Regions from separate parts of the Mus musculus genome. Here regions 1, 2 and 3 are each linked to region 4. A link is a contact called in public ChIA-PET and HiChIP or PLAC-seq data. All regions are on one chromosome and are shown on one strand. Each heading gives the region's core, a stretch centred on a gene start, on an enhancer-like site or on the middle of the called end of the contact. The rest is flanking DNA. Distances are from core to core; before and after follow the strand shown.

Region 1 (3,917 bases), core at 1,418-3,917, 310 kb after region 4:
TTCAGTTTACCTTGTCTAGTCCTGATAGGAATTATTACTAACAAAAGCCTTGAAGAATAATACTCAGCGGGAGGATGCTGAGGACACTAAACTGTTTCTGACACTGGTAAACACACCGAGTCAGCGCCAAGTTTAAAACAAACTGTGTCTGTTAGCTTTCACGGAGGAGCTGGAGAGGTGGTCTGGCAGGTATGATGGTGAACTGGCCTTCTAGAGGACCTGAATTCAGGTACCCAGCACCCACGTTAGGCCACTCACAACCTCCTCTGACTCCAACTCAGGGTGGATCTGGAGCCTCCAGCCTCCAAGGGCCACCTGCCACTCCTGTGCACACTCGCTGCCTCCTCCATACACATGAACACAAATAAGGAATCTTTTTTTAAGGTTTATTTATTTATTTTATTATGTGAGTACACTGTAGCTGTCTTCAGACACCCCAGAAGAGGGCATCAGATCCCCATTACAGATGGTTGTGAGCCACTATGTGGCTGCTAGGAATAGAACTCAGGACCTCTGGAAGAGCAGACGGTGCTCTTAACCACTGAGCCATCTCTCCAGCCCCCAAAATAATCTTTATGTTTGCACGGAACTCACTACACATACACACACACACACACAAGCTTGTTTATTCCATATTGACTCTGTTCTTTTAATCAGATAATAGCACCTCTATTTTGCAGACGTGGGGACTGAGGCATAAAAAGGGTTGGTAACTGCCCAAGTTTCCTAAGCTCATAAGTGACATTTGGACCCCACAAGAGGCGATCTACATCATCGGGTGTTACCTTTGCAAGTCTCCCCCAGCCTTCTAAAATCCAGATTCTGTAATTTAGTGAACTTCCTGGCTGCTAGGTAGAAAAAGACTTGCACTGAACGTCTTCAGTCTCTAAGATACTTCATCCACTTGAGAACAAAAATAGGAGAGATGTTTAAAAGAAAAAGCTACTTGATGTTTCTAATGGATTTGATAAGAATTAACCAAACTGGGGCTCTCTTGCTTGAGGCTCCCTGCCAAGGTACTGAAAGCTCTGAGCACAACTGGGCTGGTACTTTGCACCAAGTGTTTTGCTTTTTAGTTCTTGATTTCTACTGATTAGACCAATATAATTTCATTTACGAGGATTTAGAAGGTGAGGAAGAAATGTAATTTCACAATCCACCCTGGAACACCAGGGCTTTTCACTTTGAGGGCTCCTTTCAGCGTGCAGTCCAGCCAAGCATTAATGAACTGAAGAGCTTGGAGTTTCATCCAAAAGCTTAGATGTCCCAGCCACAGAGCGTCATCTGTTTTATCCCGGGAGACACTGGCAGGGGACTGTTGCCTCTTCCTGATGCTCAAAGGTGCTGGAGAGCCCTCATGGAGACTCACTCACTTCAGACTTTTGCTAACATAAACCAGGAGCGGCTTCTCTCCTGCCTCCTCTTCGGAGTTAATATATTAAAATATTTTAGAGTTAGCAGTCTCCTAACTAAAAGCATCCAACAGGAAGTACCCGGCCACACTGTCCTATGGGAAAGCATTACCAGTCCCACCGGAGACCTGGCCAAGAATGTTTTGATTGGCTACTCAACACTAGCATCCCTTCCAAAGGCCTGAGCGCTCCTTACCTTCACGTGATGTGAACAGTGCTAAGGTCTTAAAATTACATTCTCCTTTATGCCTATGTTTGGGGTTTTTGGTTGCTATTTGCTTTTGGATTTTTCAAGACATCCTCTCCCTGGGGATGGCTTCAAAGTTGCAATCCTCCTGCCCCTGTATGGGGAGTGCTGGGGTTACAGGTGTACACCACTAGGCTTGGTTTCCAGCTGTGAGGTCACATCAGCTCATCTTCACTCCCTGTGTGGCATAGACCTTTGAACTGCCTTTGCTCTCAAGACCCTTCGCCTTTTCAGAACTAGTGAGTCGCCTGCCTGCCCGATGGTGGGCGAACCGAATCCCTCTCTAGAACCTGAGCTTTCCAAAAGCTAATTCTGTTTGTTCCCAGCCTTGTTTATGCAAGTCGTACTCTGAAATTACATCATTTAATTCAATATCACCCAAACCAAACAACTATGAGTGTGAAGAGAGTTGTAATCTTTAGGAAAATAAGTTGAATGTTTGAGAGTTGATAAAGGCTTGATTTAAAAGAGAAAGGGGGAAAAAAAGCTGTAGAATTACATGTGCACAAAACATCCTGAAGGTTTGGGTGTGGGAGGAAAACCAAAATCTACAAAACTTCTCCTCTCAGTTTGCAAGTGTCTTGAGTCCTTGCTCCAGACACCTTCAGCTTGATAATGCTCCTCCTACCTGTGTTAGCAGGAGTCTTACACAGTCCTGGTTGGCAGCCTGCAGTCAGAGAAAAAGCTTATGTCTGTGGATGTCAAAGGAATGGTGGTGAAGTCAATGGATTTACTTTTTGATTTTGTATTTAAGACAAGATTTTGATGAGCTGCAGTATGGTTTATGAATTCCCCACTTTCAAAGACGACTCTGGCCAAATTCCGACTCTGACTACTTAGGGAAGTGGGGTTTCTCCAGCCCAGTGCCACAGGCTGGCCAGCACAAGAACGCAGTGAACTGCCTGGCCCCGAGCATGTCCTTGGTGCCTGCGAGTTATAGAGGGACAACTCCGTAATGCCAGCATGGGGAGGCTGAGACAGAGAGATCTCAAGACTGGGGCTACCCTGATGTACATCGTGGGTTGAGGATGGAAAGATAGAAAATAAAAAAGCATAGATACTTCAAGACATGACCAAATATGGACTTCTGGAAAAGCAATAATCCATCTTCTCCTTGTTTAAACTAGAACCAGAGGGGCTGCCTTTATTATAAGAAGCTTTGGGTCCAAACTGTTACAAAATGACAAACTTGCCTCCCTACTCGCTGACCAGTTTTCTGGTCCTATAAACACACTCTGCCCTGCACCTTCTGCGGCTGCCGAGCTGGTGCGCTAAGGAGGGACCCAGCGTGTACAGGAAATGGTGACGGCTTTGAGATCCGGCAATAAACACACGTAAAGAAAAAAAAAAAGTTTAGGAAATGATATGACTCAGGCATAGACTAGATATTAAAGATCCATCTGGCTTCTGAGAACTGCCTATTCATATCAGCACTGTCTTGGTAAGGTCCTTCCCTCCCTCCCTCCCTCCCTCCCTCCCACCCTCCCTCCCTCCTCCCTCCCTCCCTTCCTTCCTTTCTTTTATGGTTTGGTTTGGGTTTTTTGTTTGTTTGTTTTTTTTTTTTTTTTTTGTGGTGGGGAAGGTGTTTTGCTTTGTTTTGTATTCAGACAGGGTTTCTCTGTGTAGCCCTGGCTGTCCTGGAACTCCCTCTGTAGACCAGGCCAACACCTTGAAATCACAGAGATCCACCTGCCTCTGCCTCCCACATGCTGGGATTAAAGGTGTGCACCACCACCACCCAGCTTGGTAAAATATCATAAGATATTAGTGTCCCAGCTTTGAACTCAATTATGAGCTCAGTTCGTCACCTACATCGATCTTTAGCGACTCTGAAGTGGAAAGTTTCCTACACTGGTCACAGTCAAAGGGGCAGGAAAAACCTGACGAAGGATTCTTCCTCAAGCCGCTGGGGTCTTGCAAAACTATCGGAACATGTTGTGTGTACAAATGAACCTAAATAGATTAAAGAAGATGGGCCTCACGCACACTGGCAGGGTGGGAAGCCCGATCATCTGGAGACAAAATTATAACAAGTTAAACCTTCTAATTGGTATTTATTTTTATTGTTAAATTTAGCATCGGGCAACACTTAGTTCCATAAAATAAAATGTGCATTATTGTCGGTTGTACAAAGGGATTGATTTTGTAAGTTTTGTAAGGGAACAGGCTAAAGAAAGCAGAAAGAAAAAAAGAACAAATTGGTCATTTCAGTGTTATTACTAGTAATGGGGTGGGAGGTCACCATCAGGGTACATCTG
Region 2 (3,842 bases), core at 283-2,782, 330 kb before region 4:
TCTCGGGAGAGTCTTATCCCTTCTGGAGCCCACAGGAAGCTTGCCTGGAATCTCATCCGGCCTCCGGTTCTAACAGCTTTAATCTCCGGGCAGAGCAACACCAGGGGTATACTTTGTTCAGGGAGCATCAGGTGGGTTTCATTTTTAACAGGTTTGTTGATCTTGGCCCTAGCTCTCCAGTGTGGGTAGTGCTGGCTCTAGCCTCCTTAAGCATTGGACATGATTGAAAATCTAACCATACCTGGGGATTCCCCTAAGCGGGGAAGGCACTTTGGTATTTTCACAACAAAATTCTGCCTACTGATTGAGGGGTGGGGGTGGGGAAAGGGCACTGTGGTAGACCCCAGGGAGTTAAAACAACAGGGTTAGCATAATTGGTTTCTGGGCTCTTTGGGAAACACAATTGGGATTACCTATTAAATTCCCTGTATAACTTTTAAGAAGTCTTTTGGATTGTAAATGAAGCAGTTATCAATCTAGTTAGGCAACACAATAACAGGCTTTGGAAGTAAGACTCGGGACAAAGGATGTCATCAAAATGCAAATGGTTTCCCCTGGGTGTGTCCTTATGAAAGGTTTTCAGAAAGAGGGAAAATTGTTCTTTGAGGCTGTGGAAAACTGTCTTGATTATCAAGGCTGAGACAAAGAGGAGACAGGAAGGCTTAGCTGGTTTACTTGTTTTCAACTCACTTAGAAGGTTAGATGTTTAGTTAGTTACCCCTTAGGTAATTGTATTGGTCCCTGGAGGAGCTCATAGCTGGAGCCATCATCTCAGATCTTCTTATTTGAATGAACCCAATCTAAGTTTGAGCTCTGGTGATCCATGCCGGCTAACACAAAACAGGAAGATAAAGTCTGTGCTACCCAGATAATGTGTATTGGGCTGTAAAACCACTTCCTCTCCTCTTATATTTAAATTTATGATCTACCCCCCCCCCACACACACACACACAGAGAGCTAAAGAGGAATTTTGGGGCAGGGGGTAAAAATAAAACTTTGAAATTAATTAAAATAATGGAACAATAACCCCCCTTTCATCTTTCTTCAACGAACTTAGTCTCAGTATTTAATGCCCAAGAGGGTCACTTTAGAAGATGTACAAGGAGCCTGTTCTTAGCATCTTCAGATGCGACTGTAGTTGTGTTTTATAAACCGGCTGCATGAGGATGCTTGGCAGGCCCGACCAAGGTGTTCCCTGAACAACCAAACCATGCGAAGGGCCGAATATAAAAGGGAGTTTATTTGGGACCTGGAGAAGGGGAACAGAGAAGGACAGAAAGAGAGGAGAGAGGAAGAGGGGAAGATCGAGGACACGTGAGAAAAGAGAGAGATGGAGATTGCAGGGAGAGGGAGGAAAGGGGGAGGGGGAAAGGGGAAAGGAGGGAGGGAGAGAGAGAGGTGAGAGGAGAGAGAGAGGGAGAGGGAGAGGGAGAGAGAGGAAGAGAGGAAGAGGAAGAGAGGAAGAGGCTCTACCTGGCCATTGTTCGGTGACTGTTGGGCGGAGACTCCAGGAAATGCTAACGGTGCTAAGGTACTTGGAGGCGGTACATTATTACATTCTGGAGCAAGCTGACAGTTTCTCACACCGAGCCAAGTTGGTCACAGCAGGTTTGGTTTCAGAGAGTGTCAGACAGCGTGAACAGATGGACAGTCCCTTGAGACAAAGTGAGGGGCGTTCGAGTAGCTCAGAGACATGCGGCTCTTCAGGATGCCGATCCTGTATCAGCCCTTTCCTCTGCTTCAATCCCCCAGACACTGTTTAAAACTTGCTTGAGGAAGTCAGTTCATCTGGAACCCCGGTAGCAATCCTTCTAAGCTTAGTTGGAGTGCCAAAACTCTTCAAGAAAAAAAAATACATTTTTTGAAAACACAGAGTGGGTCATGAATTTGTAGCATTTGAGATCAGCACAGTGTTCTTATTCGGCTCTATACTGTTCTCTGAGTAGCAACTTTGCATGACAGCTTGGACTCTGACAAAGTCACTGATTAAAGGTATAAACACCCTTGGCAATAACAACCAGCCAAACATTCTTTACTCATCAAAAGCAAAACCAAAATGCATCAGAATCATGGAGAGCCTTTGGGGACAAAAGGGACTTGGTAAAGAACCCACACTGCTTTTTTTTTTTTTTCCTTATGGGTTAAGATTCAGACATGTCCCACCCACTTTACCTTTTGACATTTCATCTACAAAATTCACACTGAAGAACCAAAATAATTTGTCAGACCCAACCCCCTCACCCTGCCCCATAATGTTTTAAGTAAGTTTACAATATGACATGGGCTTCCTTCATCAATATCCTCCTGTGCAGACGTCTCATGGGAGCCAGGCAGAATGGAGTTGGTCTCTTCTGGTTTATGGTTTCGATCTGTGCAAATACACTTCTCTGCACCAATCCTTAGCTCTTCTGGGCATGGAGACCTAGTGAAGCATGGAAATTATAAAAAAGAAGACAAAAGCCGGACAGTGGAAGCACACACCTTTAATCCCAGCAGAGGAAGGCAGAGAGAGCCAAGAGGATCTCTGAGTTCGAGGCTATCCTGGTTCACAAAGTTCCAGGACAGCTAGGGCTACATAGAAAGATTCTGTCTTGAAAAACCAAAAATAAAGAAGAAAGAGGAGAAGATGAAGGAGGAGGAGAAGGAGAAGGAGGAGGAGGAGGAGGAAGAGGAAGAAGAGGAGGAGGAAGAAGAGGAGGAGGAGGAGGAGGAGGAGGAAGAGGCTCAACTGATTTATCATGATCGTATGTGCTTGGAATCTCAGCACCTAGAAGGAAGAGGCAAGGAGACTTTGAGTTAATCACTAACCTGGGTTACAACAACAACAACCAAAACAAAACAAACCACCTTGGTTCTGGTCTAATTCTATTACAAAATATTACGGAGAGATGGAATGAGCTCAAAGGGTTTGTTCACAAAAGTTTCAAGGAGAAGGGCAGGATGGGGGGCATTCTTTGTATGTGGCGGGAAGCGATCATGGGATTCAGCTTTCAAAAGTCACACTTATAGGCTGGTTGTAGTTCTGTGGAGAGCAGAGGCCTTACAGCCTTGGGTTCATTCGGTCCCTGCACCACCTCTTCCCATGCTGACAAATGGGATAGCGTTTGGGAAAAGGCTTTCCAGGCCGCAAACTATTATTGTATAAGTAATAGCACTGCTGACTTTTTTTAAATTATTATTTATTTAACTATAGCAGGAAGAGGGAAGACACGTGGAGACAGCTATACCTGTAGCTCTTCATGTATAATTCCTGGTTGATTCATGTGCTTTTGAAATGTATAAAAAGGACCTAAATAGATAATGTTTCTGAAATTTTTATCTATTTGAGTAGCTTAGTAGTTACTTTCATCTTAAAATAATGCCCTCTTTATTATTTTCTTTTGTAAATACATTCTAGGACCAGAGCTGTCTTTATGTACAGGTGAGTATGTAATATTGACTCTATAGAGTTTTGACTTTCTCAGCGAGTTTTTCTTGAGTGCTCAGCTTCCTCACTCCATCACTGCTAACTGTCTTCAGAATCCTGCCTCCGGTAACTGCTGTTACTCTGACAACCGAGTTATTGTTACTTCCCATTTAAAGCAATCTGGATGGCAACCATGGCAGAGGGGAGAGTCCCCCAATGTGTCTTCCACTTTCGGTTGCTTTTAGCTTATATTTGGGAAAGATCGCTGCGTTTAACTGTAACTCTGGGCAAGTTGGCTGAAGAGTATTTCTGTTATGTTTACATACTATGTAATTGTGTTTTCAGACAATCTGCTTCGTATTGCTGCTCATATACTGGTGTGAGCTGGTTCTCAAGAACAAAACCAGGGCTGGAGAGATGGCTCATTTGGTACAG
Region 3 (3,821 bases), core at 1,287-3,786, 420 kb before region 4:
CATACTGAGTGCAGCTGGGCGGGTCAGCCATGTAGGCCTGGCACCATGGCCAGAGTAAAGTCAGCTCGCTTTGAAACGGAAGGAGGGAAGGGATCTCCATGAATCAAACGGGAGTGCTGTTTCTGGGGGAACTGGTGGGGGCGGGGGCACAGGTGAACGTGTGTGTGTGTGTGTGTGTGTGTGTGTGTGTGTGTGTGTGTGTGTGTGTGTACACGCGCGTGCGTGCGCGCGCTTGGACATGCAAGCCAAGGGTGCACATGTGGAAGTCAGAAAACCGGGTGGAGTTGGTTCTCTCCTTCCTACCTCAGGGCATCCATTAGGCTTTTGAGGGTTTCCTGCTAAACCATAGCTAGCTGGGCTGCTTTTACCAGAAGACTGATGCCTGGACTCTAATGCCTGGACTCTACTGGCTTCTGGGGCTGGAGGCATCCCTAGGGAACAAACACTCCCGAGGGTGCACAGGCCTCTGTGCCTTGTCTCTAACCCCTTTCTCAGTGCTTTTTCTTACCAGTTGAACAGACCCAGGTCCCGCTACCAACCATCTCCCTACAAGCTCCCTTTTCGAATGGGACAGCTCCAGGACATCCGTTGATTTTATTTATTTTTATTTTTTTTCCTTCAGAAAAGTTCCTCTGCCTCAAAAATTGTTCCTTTTTTTCCTTCTACCTCAAAGTTGGTATTATGAGAGTTCAGGAGATAGTTAAGAGGCAATCCAACTAGTCCCTATAACAGGGAGGTAGCAGATGTGTCCTGTCCACTCAATGTACTGTTATGAGCAGAGAAAGACTTAAAAGACATCTCACCTTGATTTCCTGCCTGAGGTTTCCTCCACATTTATTTCTCTGAATGAAATATGTTCTTCCCCAAAACCCAGTAAGAGTTCTTGAGCTATGTTACTTTATAAAGCATAACTTGCCCCCCTCTTATCCATGAACATACAATATGCCGTTTTCCCCCAGTGTGTGAGTTACCTCTTGTCCATGATATGGGTACATCTTACCCATCCCTACAAGTTTATTGTAGCCATTTTATCTTTACATCTTCATTTTAAAATAGATTTTTGTTGGGGCTGTTGGGATTGCCCAGCAGTTAACTGCACTGGCTGCTCTTCCAAAGGTCCTGACTTCAATTTCCAGCAACCACATGGTGGCTCACAGCCATCTGTAATAGAATCTGATTCACTTCTGCTGTGCATGAAGAAAGAGTACTCATATACATAAAAACGGTATTTTGTTTACTGGTATTTCTGTATGGGAAAGGGACTTTTTCTTATTTTTTATAATTTTGTAATTACTGAATTTTCTTAATAGACTGGTGTCTCCAAGCTGTTTATGATAATAGTGGGAAAGTATTACTATTTACAATTTGGGAGAGCCATACCAATGCAGTCAGATAGATGGATGGTTCAACAAGTGGTTTTGCAAACCATACCTTGTTTCCTCACTCTAGCCTTGAAGCTTTTTTTTTTTTAAAGATTTATTTATTTATTATATGTAAGTACACTGTAGCTGTCTTCAGACACTCCAGAAGAGGGCATCAGATCTTGTTACAGATGGTTGTGAGCCACCATGTGGTTGCTGGGATTTGAACTTCAGACCTTTGGAAGAGCAGTCGGGTGCTCTTACCCACTGAGCCATCTCACCAGCCCGCCTTGAAGCTTTTAATTGCTTATTTTCCAGTCCCAACAGGCTAGGAAGCCAGTACAATGGCCCCTGAGTCTTTGAGCCTCAGACCCTGAGTAGTAATTCCTCACACGTTCTTCTCTTACAGCCCTCTTTCCTCACGGTCGCATGCAAACACCTGCCTCTCCCCTTGAATCTTCTTCTCCTATGCTTCCTACAGTAGGTCCCTTCAGGGAAAAGATGCCCAATGCTCTGCGAGGCACCAGCCCCCTCACCTGCCTCCCAGGGCTCTGCCATGCACTGGTCTTCACGGCAGGTGCTAAGTGGGCAGAATTACCCAAAGGCTCGGTTCCCTAACAGCAGGATGCTTACCAGTGAGAGTCCACAAAAGCAGAACTGGTTGAAAATGTATTTATTTTTCTTCAAATGATCTTTTTTCAAGCAATAAATAAAAACAGACATGGTTGACTCTTCTAAAAAAAATGTACATCCTACAGAAATACAAGCATATCAAATGTAGAAATGACACCACTCAGAAAGATGGGGCTATTTACACAAGTTACAAGTATTGCATTGTTATCTTACTGAAGTCCCTTGAATGATTTGTGAACTCTAAGGAAGGGGTGGGGCACTAGAAGGAGGACTTCAAAACAGACACATACTTTCTCTATCTTTCTTGCAGACAAAATTTAAGGAAATAACATCAACACCCAGACACTATATTGAGCTCACTCACAATGCTCCACAAAACTGGTTCTCAGAGGCCTCACAGAAACCACCTCATCCCTCAGCTGGCTTGTGGAGAGCAAGACCACACTGACACCATTACAAAGCCCTACTGGAAACGTCTGTGTCACAAGCTAGCTGTGTGCTAAGAAGACCCGCCTTTCACCATAGTGACGCAATGGCATCTCCAGGACTTGGCCGTACCAGTGACAGCCCATAGGAACACTGTAACATATTGGCATCCAGGTCCTACCCACACAAGTCCTGGTTTATTTGGTCAAGGGTCACCTAGCTATGAGGAGATTAAAGGCTACCTTAGGTGATAGGATGAACCCATATGAACTATTGTTATTATTGCCACAGGCTTTCTTGGCCATTGCCCAGTCCCCTTCCCCTTGGGAGTAACTATCAAATCTTCCCAAGGACTTTTAATCCCTTCCCATGGCTTTCCCAGAAGCCAAGAACCAGGGCACAAGGTCTCAGGGGCGAATGGAGCGGAGAGCTGCTGCTAGCTACCTGCTCGCCTGTGCTTCAGCCCTCAGTCTCACAAACACTATATGGATGATGGAGCCAAGATCCCCAGGGAGAACTGAGTGTCCCTCACTCTCGGGCAGATACTCAACAGCCTTCTGACATTCCAAAACTTCCCATCACCAGAAATCAGCTCACGGATGGGATACTGTCTTTTGAAACTAACTAACCATGAGGAATGGCAGGATCTTCAACTAACGCTATTGCAGAAACTTCTGGAGAGCTTTAAGGTGTACCCCCCGCCCCCCCCCCTTTTTTTCCAATCAAACCAATGTCCTACTTTCTAAGCGTTTTGGATCTCATGCTGTTATCAAGTACAAAGAAAATGACTTTATAAATAGCCCCTTGACACTGTCATAGGAGGTTTGAATTAGGAAGCAGGGGAGGGACATTTGGAGCTCCCAATGCCTGTGTCGTTGGGATCCAGTCTGGGAACTAGGACACATTTGGCAAACACTCATCTAGAAAGTGAATGTAGTCTACAAGCTATCTGCTCTCCAGATGCCCTCAACATTCTCAGAGCCCAGGACTCGACTAGCTACAGAGCTCATTTAATCTAATTCTTCACCAAACATGAAACAGCTGCCAGGAAGGCAGTGGGGGTAAAAATATGGGACCATCCAACTAAGCAAAGGCAGTCCGCCATCGGGGAAGCTCGGACCCGCTATGCCTTCAGCCAAGCCTTCGGACAGTAGGGGAAGCGAGCAGGGCACCCCTCACTTCTCACCTAAAGGCAGAATTTGGCACAGGCCACTCAATCCAAGTTCTACCAACACAGGTTCACATTTCATGGAAGGAAAAGCCATGAACCCAGGCTTGTCTGGGGGTTCTGGATGTCACCACGTGACATGGAGGCTTGGTTACATGTCTGCTCAAGGTGTGGGGGAGGAGGGCACGGGGACCATGCTAATTTCTGCCAAGTCTGCAGTGACCTCTAATCTG
Region 4 (4,083 bases), core at 142-2,641:
TGTGATCTTTGTCCTGGAAGCCACAGTTCCAGAAAAACTACTATGCCTATGGAGAAGAGGATGGTGAATACTGAAAAATAATTAGTGAGAGGTTCGCTCGGAGGTCTTGAGGGATGGGTAACAACGAGGTGATGGCTCTAGGCCAGCAAAGGGGGAAAACCAGCCATGATAAGTAGGGTGGTTTGTGCAACCATGAATCAGGAGGAATAACCAGGGTCAGTTTTCACACTCTGAGAAAATAAGGCTGTTGGGAACAGCAGCTGAAATCAAAGAATAACATCAGGGGTTTTCACTGGAACATTATATACGATTTTATAGACTTTGTAAGTCAAGCTGAGTGGCTTAGAGCTAAACTGCTGTGTCTAAGAACAGCGTGTGGATCGGGACTTCAAGGGTGGATGAGCTGGGTTAGTGCTGGGAGCCAGTGATGCACAAGGAGGGCTGTTTCAAGGGTCAGTGACTAGCAGGCAAAGGCTCTGCTTGGGAAAGAAGCTCTGGCCTGAAATGGCAGTGGTGTGAGAGGTGTTTCATGAGAGAAAAAAAAAAAAAAAGAGTCTGAGCTCTATTGATCGGCCTGGGTAAAGGTTGCTCCGGAGGGGTTCCCCCACCCTTGCCCCCAAAACCCATTTCTCCTGCCTGTGCAGGGAGCACTCAATACCAGAACTGCATCCAACAGTAAACAAAAGTCCAACACAAGCTGTATGTGTGCATTAGCCTGGCACACAGGAGATCAGTGCTTGTTGAGTGGATGGCTAAATGCATAAATAAGCAAGATGTAGGTTGCAGAGCGCAGGTAGAACTGTACCAGAGGCAAATAAAGTCTAGAAAATAGGGTTGAAAAGACAGCTCAGTGGGAGCAGTTGCCGCCTCTGCAGAGGACCTGAGTTCAGTTCCCAGCATTCCCACCAAGCAACTCACAATGGCCGTTAATTGCAGTTCCAGGAGATCTGACAGTGTCTGGGCTCCACAGGCACCTGCACACATGTGCTACACACATATAAACATGCAGGCATTTACACATATGCATCAAATAAAAATAAATAAATCTTAAAGATCTGGTAGAAAGCCAGGTGACATATTCACAGAGAGAAAACTTACATTTTCATGCCAACTGTCATAGCAAAGCTGTGACTTGTGGCACTAAAGAGTAAGTTGACACGCTAAAATATTCCCTATGCCAGGCTGATGCATGTGTGTATGTATGAAATGGGGTGTGGGGGCTTGGGGTTACTCACGGAAAATGCAGACACCAGGTAAGCCTGATTGTACACATTCAAACCTCTGTGTTCTTTGTCTCAACGGCCCACGTTTCCTGAGCAGGATATGTGTGGGTTGCTCTCATGTGGCCATTATTTTCGGCTCTCTCTTAAATATTTCAATTCCCATTCTATGAATGAATCAAAGGGAGGTTGCCTTGGCAACCGTTCACCTTTCTCTAATCAAGCCTCCTGAACAACCTCAAGTGGCTTCTAGAGATAAAAGCTCTCAGCACGTGCAGAGTCAAAAACCTCTCACACCGCTGCGGGGGGGGGGGGGGGGCGCTGGGACCAGAAGCGGCTAAACACCCTCCTCCCACCGCCTCTCGCTCCTGTAACCACAGCCATTCATGCTGGCAACTGAACACTGAGATGCAGTTCTGCAAAGGACAAAGGATAGTAAGGGGCTCTTTGACAAGGTGCTTGTGAACCTTCTCTTTCCCAGATAACCATGGCACTGCCCAGGGAGAAGCGGGTTCATCAAATCTTTCCTCTGCCAGTTACCCTGGGAAGTATTGTGTTCCGTTCTGGGCTCTAGCAGAAGGCTAGGAGTTTCATCAGGGACGTGCGCGCGCGCGCGCACACACACACACACACACACCCCAGACTCTAAGAAGGGAGGGAGAGTCCTTAGGGGCAAAGTGAAAGCACAGTCAGAAGTCAGTTTTGAAATCTGGGTCGCTTATCTTAGTAGGGAAAGAAACAACCTCGCTATTTGAAAACAAGGACATTACTGGGACTGGAGAGCTGATGGCTCAACAATAAAGAGCACAGGCCACTCTGGCAGAGAACACAGTTCAAATCCCAGCACCCACGAGGCAGCTCACAACCATCTTTAATTTCAGGTCCAGAAAGATACAACGCCCTCTTCTGGACTCTGTGGGCACTGCATGCACATAGTGCACAGATATACGAGCAGGCAAAATACCCATCTATAATATATCTTCTTATTTTACAATTTCAAAGAAGAGGAGGAGGAAGAGTGTCTCTGGCTCCCTATAGACATGGTGGTTTGGAAGTGAGAAGAAAGACCCCAATAGCAAAAACAGGGACCTCGAAGGTTTAGGTTTTTTGTATTTTTTTCTTGCCTATGGCTTGGGTTCCTGTCCTTAGGATTCTGTTAAATTTCTCCAGGATGCTGCTTCCTATAATGCTAGGCCTTGGTTGGAAATGATGGTGGGAAAGGCACCAAATGATCCTGTTCTGAAAGCACTCTTGTCCACTGCAGACAGAATACAGAGGTTAAGGTAGCGGCACAAGCCATTTCACTCTCAGAGCCAAAGCCTGACAGCCCTCCACAATGGCAGCAGGTCCTTCCACTGTGGTGTATACAAGAGCTTAATTTTCAGGTTAGCTCTGACTGTGAATGAAGAGATGAGTTGAGCATGGGAGAGGGATGTGTCAGGGACATCTGGTTTTGGACTGTACGAGATATATTTCTCCATAAGTATTTTCACAGATAAGTCTTACCCTGGAAAGTTTTAGGAGCTGCTAGAGGTCCCTTAAAAACTAATAGAAATAATAGAAAAAAATAATAATTTCAACATTAAACAGAATAACATATGAATTAAGACCAACTCCCAGCCAGATTTACAAAGCTTATAAACTGGTTTGGACTCATGAAACCTTTGGCAGGGTAGTAATATAATTTTTCCCTGGCTTATAATATGTTGAATGTTGCATACACAGACTTACACACGTGTAATACCCAAGGCAATTATTTACTACAGGAAAATTGGTTCAGAAGGACAGTACTGCCACACCTTGGTGACACTGGGGGATGGATCCTAGCATAGCCCTTGGAACGGCAGATATTCAGATTCCCTATAAAAATGGTATAACATATGCATGCAGCCTACTCAAATCTTCAAAACTCATTTCTAGATTATGGGTCCAATTGATGCAATGTAAAGATTAGGTGTGCTGCACTGCTCAGAGAACAGAGAAGAGGGACCACATAGTCTACACGTGTTCAAATACACATGCAGCTTTTCCCTGAATACTTTGTATCCATGAGTGACTGATTCTACAGGTACACAATCCCCACATAGGGAGAACTTTGATGTAAATCAAAGTTTACGGTATGACTTCATGTGTATAAAGCACCTATGGATCCATTTAGTGTAAACAATTCATTCAGTGTATAAATCAAAATTACAATATAACCAAACTACAAGGGTAGAAGGTCAAAAGAAGTGTGGGGAGAGGGCTGTATGATGTGTGTATACATATGTCATAGAAGCAAAGAAAGGACAGCTCATCTCTGTTTTATAGGCTAAAAAGTCATGATAAATAACTAACAACATAAGCACAAAAAGAGCCAACCTCAATGGAGACGATGTCCCCACCAGAATGGCCTGCGGATACCCCTATGGTGCATTTTCTCGGTTGATGAGAGAGTGTGGGAGGGTCCAGCTCACTATGGGTGGTACGACCCCGGGTCTGGTGGTTCTGGGTCCACAGTAAAACAGGCTGAGGGAGTTATGAGGATAAGCCAATAAACAGTATTCCTCCATGATCTCTGCTTCAGTTCCTGCTTCCTGGTTCCTGCCCCGACTTCTGTCAGTGATGGATGGTTACCAGGAGATATAAGCTGAAATAAACCCTTTCCTTCCCAAGTTGCTTTTGGCTATGGTGTTTTATCACTACAGTAGAAGCACTAAGACGGGGCCCTTAAGGGGAGTGGAAAGTAATACTTTTCCTGGCAAGTCTCAGAACATAACTTGTGTGTGTGTGTGTGTGTGCGCGCGCGTGTGTGTGTGTGTGTGTGTGTGTGTGTGTGTGTGTGTGTTGCACGCACATGAGTATATAGGTGTACAAATGGAGG

Evidence for each region. ChIA-PET counts read pairs in DNA pulled down with a chosen protein or histone mark. HiChIP or PLAC-seq counts read pairs in DNA pulled down with a chosen protein or histone mark.
Region 1: an RNA polymerase II ChIA-PET map of memory CD8 T cells shows a contact between it and region 4, with 5 read pairs. The contact joins two enhancer-like sites. A contact is called at or near these places in 1 of 484 Hi-C or Micro-C datasets (the HL-1 cell line) and 1 of 115 datasets of contacts at active chromatin or transcription factors (memory CD8 T cells).
Region 2: an RNA polymerase II ChIA-PET map of memory CD8 T cells shows a contact between it and region 4, with 19 read pairs. The contact joins two enhancer-like sites. A contact is called at or near these places in 2 of 484 Hi-C or Micro-C datasets (Th1 cells and nephron progenitors) and 1 of 115 datasets of contacts at active chromatin or transcription factors (memory CD8 T cells).
Region 3: an H3K27ac HiChIP or PLAC-seq map of regulatory T cells shows a contact between it and region 4, with 6 times the contacts expected there. The contact joins two enhancer-like sites. A contact is called at or near these places in 9 of 39 promoter capture datasets (the 3T3-L1 cell line, cranial neural crest, embryonic stem cells and 4 more), 7 of 15 datasets of contacts at CTCF or cohesin (the NIH/3T3 cell line, embryonic stem cells, large pre-B cells and 2 more), 141 of 484 Hi-C or Micro-C datasets (the 4T1 cell line, the 63-12 cell line, the AML12 cell line and 68 more), 28 of 115 datasets of contacts at active chromatin or transcription factors (DN3 thymocytes, the HPC-7 cell line, T-cell acute lymphoblastic leukemia and 20 more) and 2 of 9 other capture datasets (embryonic stem cells and pancreatic islet).

What each region holds. Positions count from the first base shown.
Region 1 is chr8:34,082,676-34,086,592 of GRCm38.p6, reverse strand. No RefSeq gene overlaps it. Among named protein-coding and RNA genes, the nearest start is that of Dctn6, 24 kb to the left of the region's middle. Within about 2 kb of position 2,667, at least 20 of the 459 cell types and tissues checked have an H3K27ac peak or open chromatin away from gene starts, as enhancers often do. A contact at or near this core is called in memory CD8 T cells, where this site is marked.
Region 2 is chr8:34,729,546-34,733,387 of GRCm38.p6, reverse strand. No RefSeq gene overlaps it. Among named protein-coding and RNA genes, the nearest start is that of Gm46069, 42 kb to the right of the region's middle. Within about 2 kb of position 1,532, at least 45 of the 459 cell types and tissues checked have an H3K27ac peak or open chromatin away from gene starts, as enhancers often do. A contact at or near this core is called in Th1 cells and memory CD8 T cells, where this site is marked.
Region 3 is chr8:34,820,151-34,823,971 of GRCm38.p6, reverse strand. No RefSeq gene overlaps it. Among named protein-coding and RNA genes, the nearest start is that of Dusp4, 14 kb to the right of the region's middle. Within about 2 kb of position 2,536, at least 17 of the 459 cell types and tissues checked have an H3K27ac peak or open chromatin away from gene starts, as enhancers often do. A contact at or near this core is called in Th17 cells and regulatory T cells, where this site is marked.
Region 4 is chr8:34,395,454-34,399,536 of GRCm38.p6, reverse strand. No RefSeq gene overlaps it. Among named protein-coding and RNA genes, the nearest start is that of Gm33831, 11 kb to the right of the region's middle. Within about 2 kb of position 1,391, at least 66 of the 459 cell types and tissues checked have an H3K27ac peak or open chromatin away from gene starts, as enhancers often do. A contact at or near this core is called in Th1 cells, Th17 cells, memory CD8 T cells and 1 more, where this site is marked.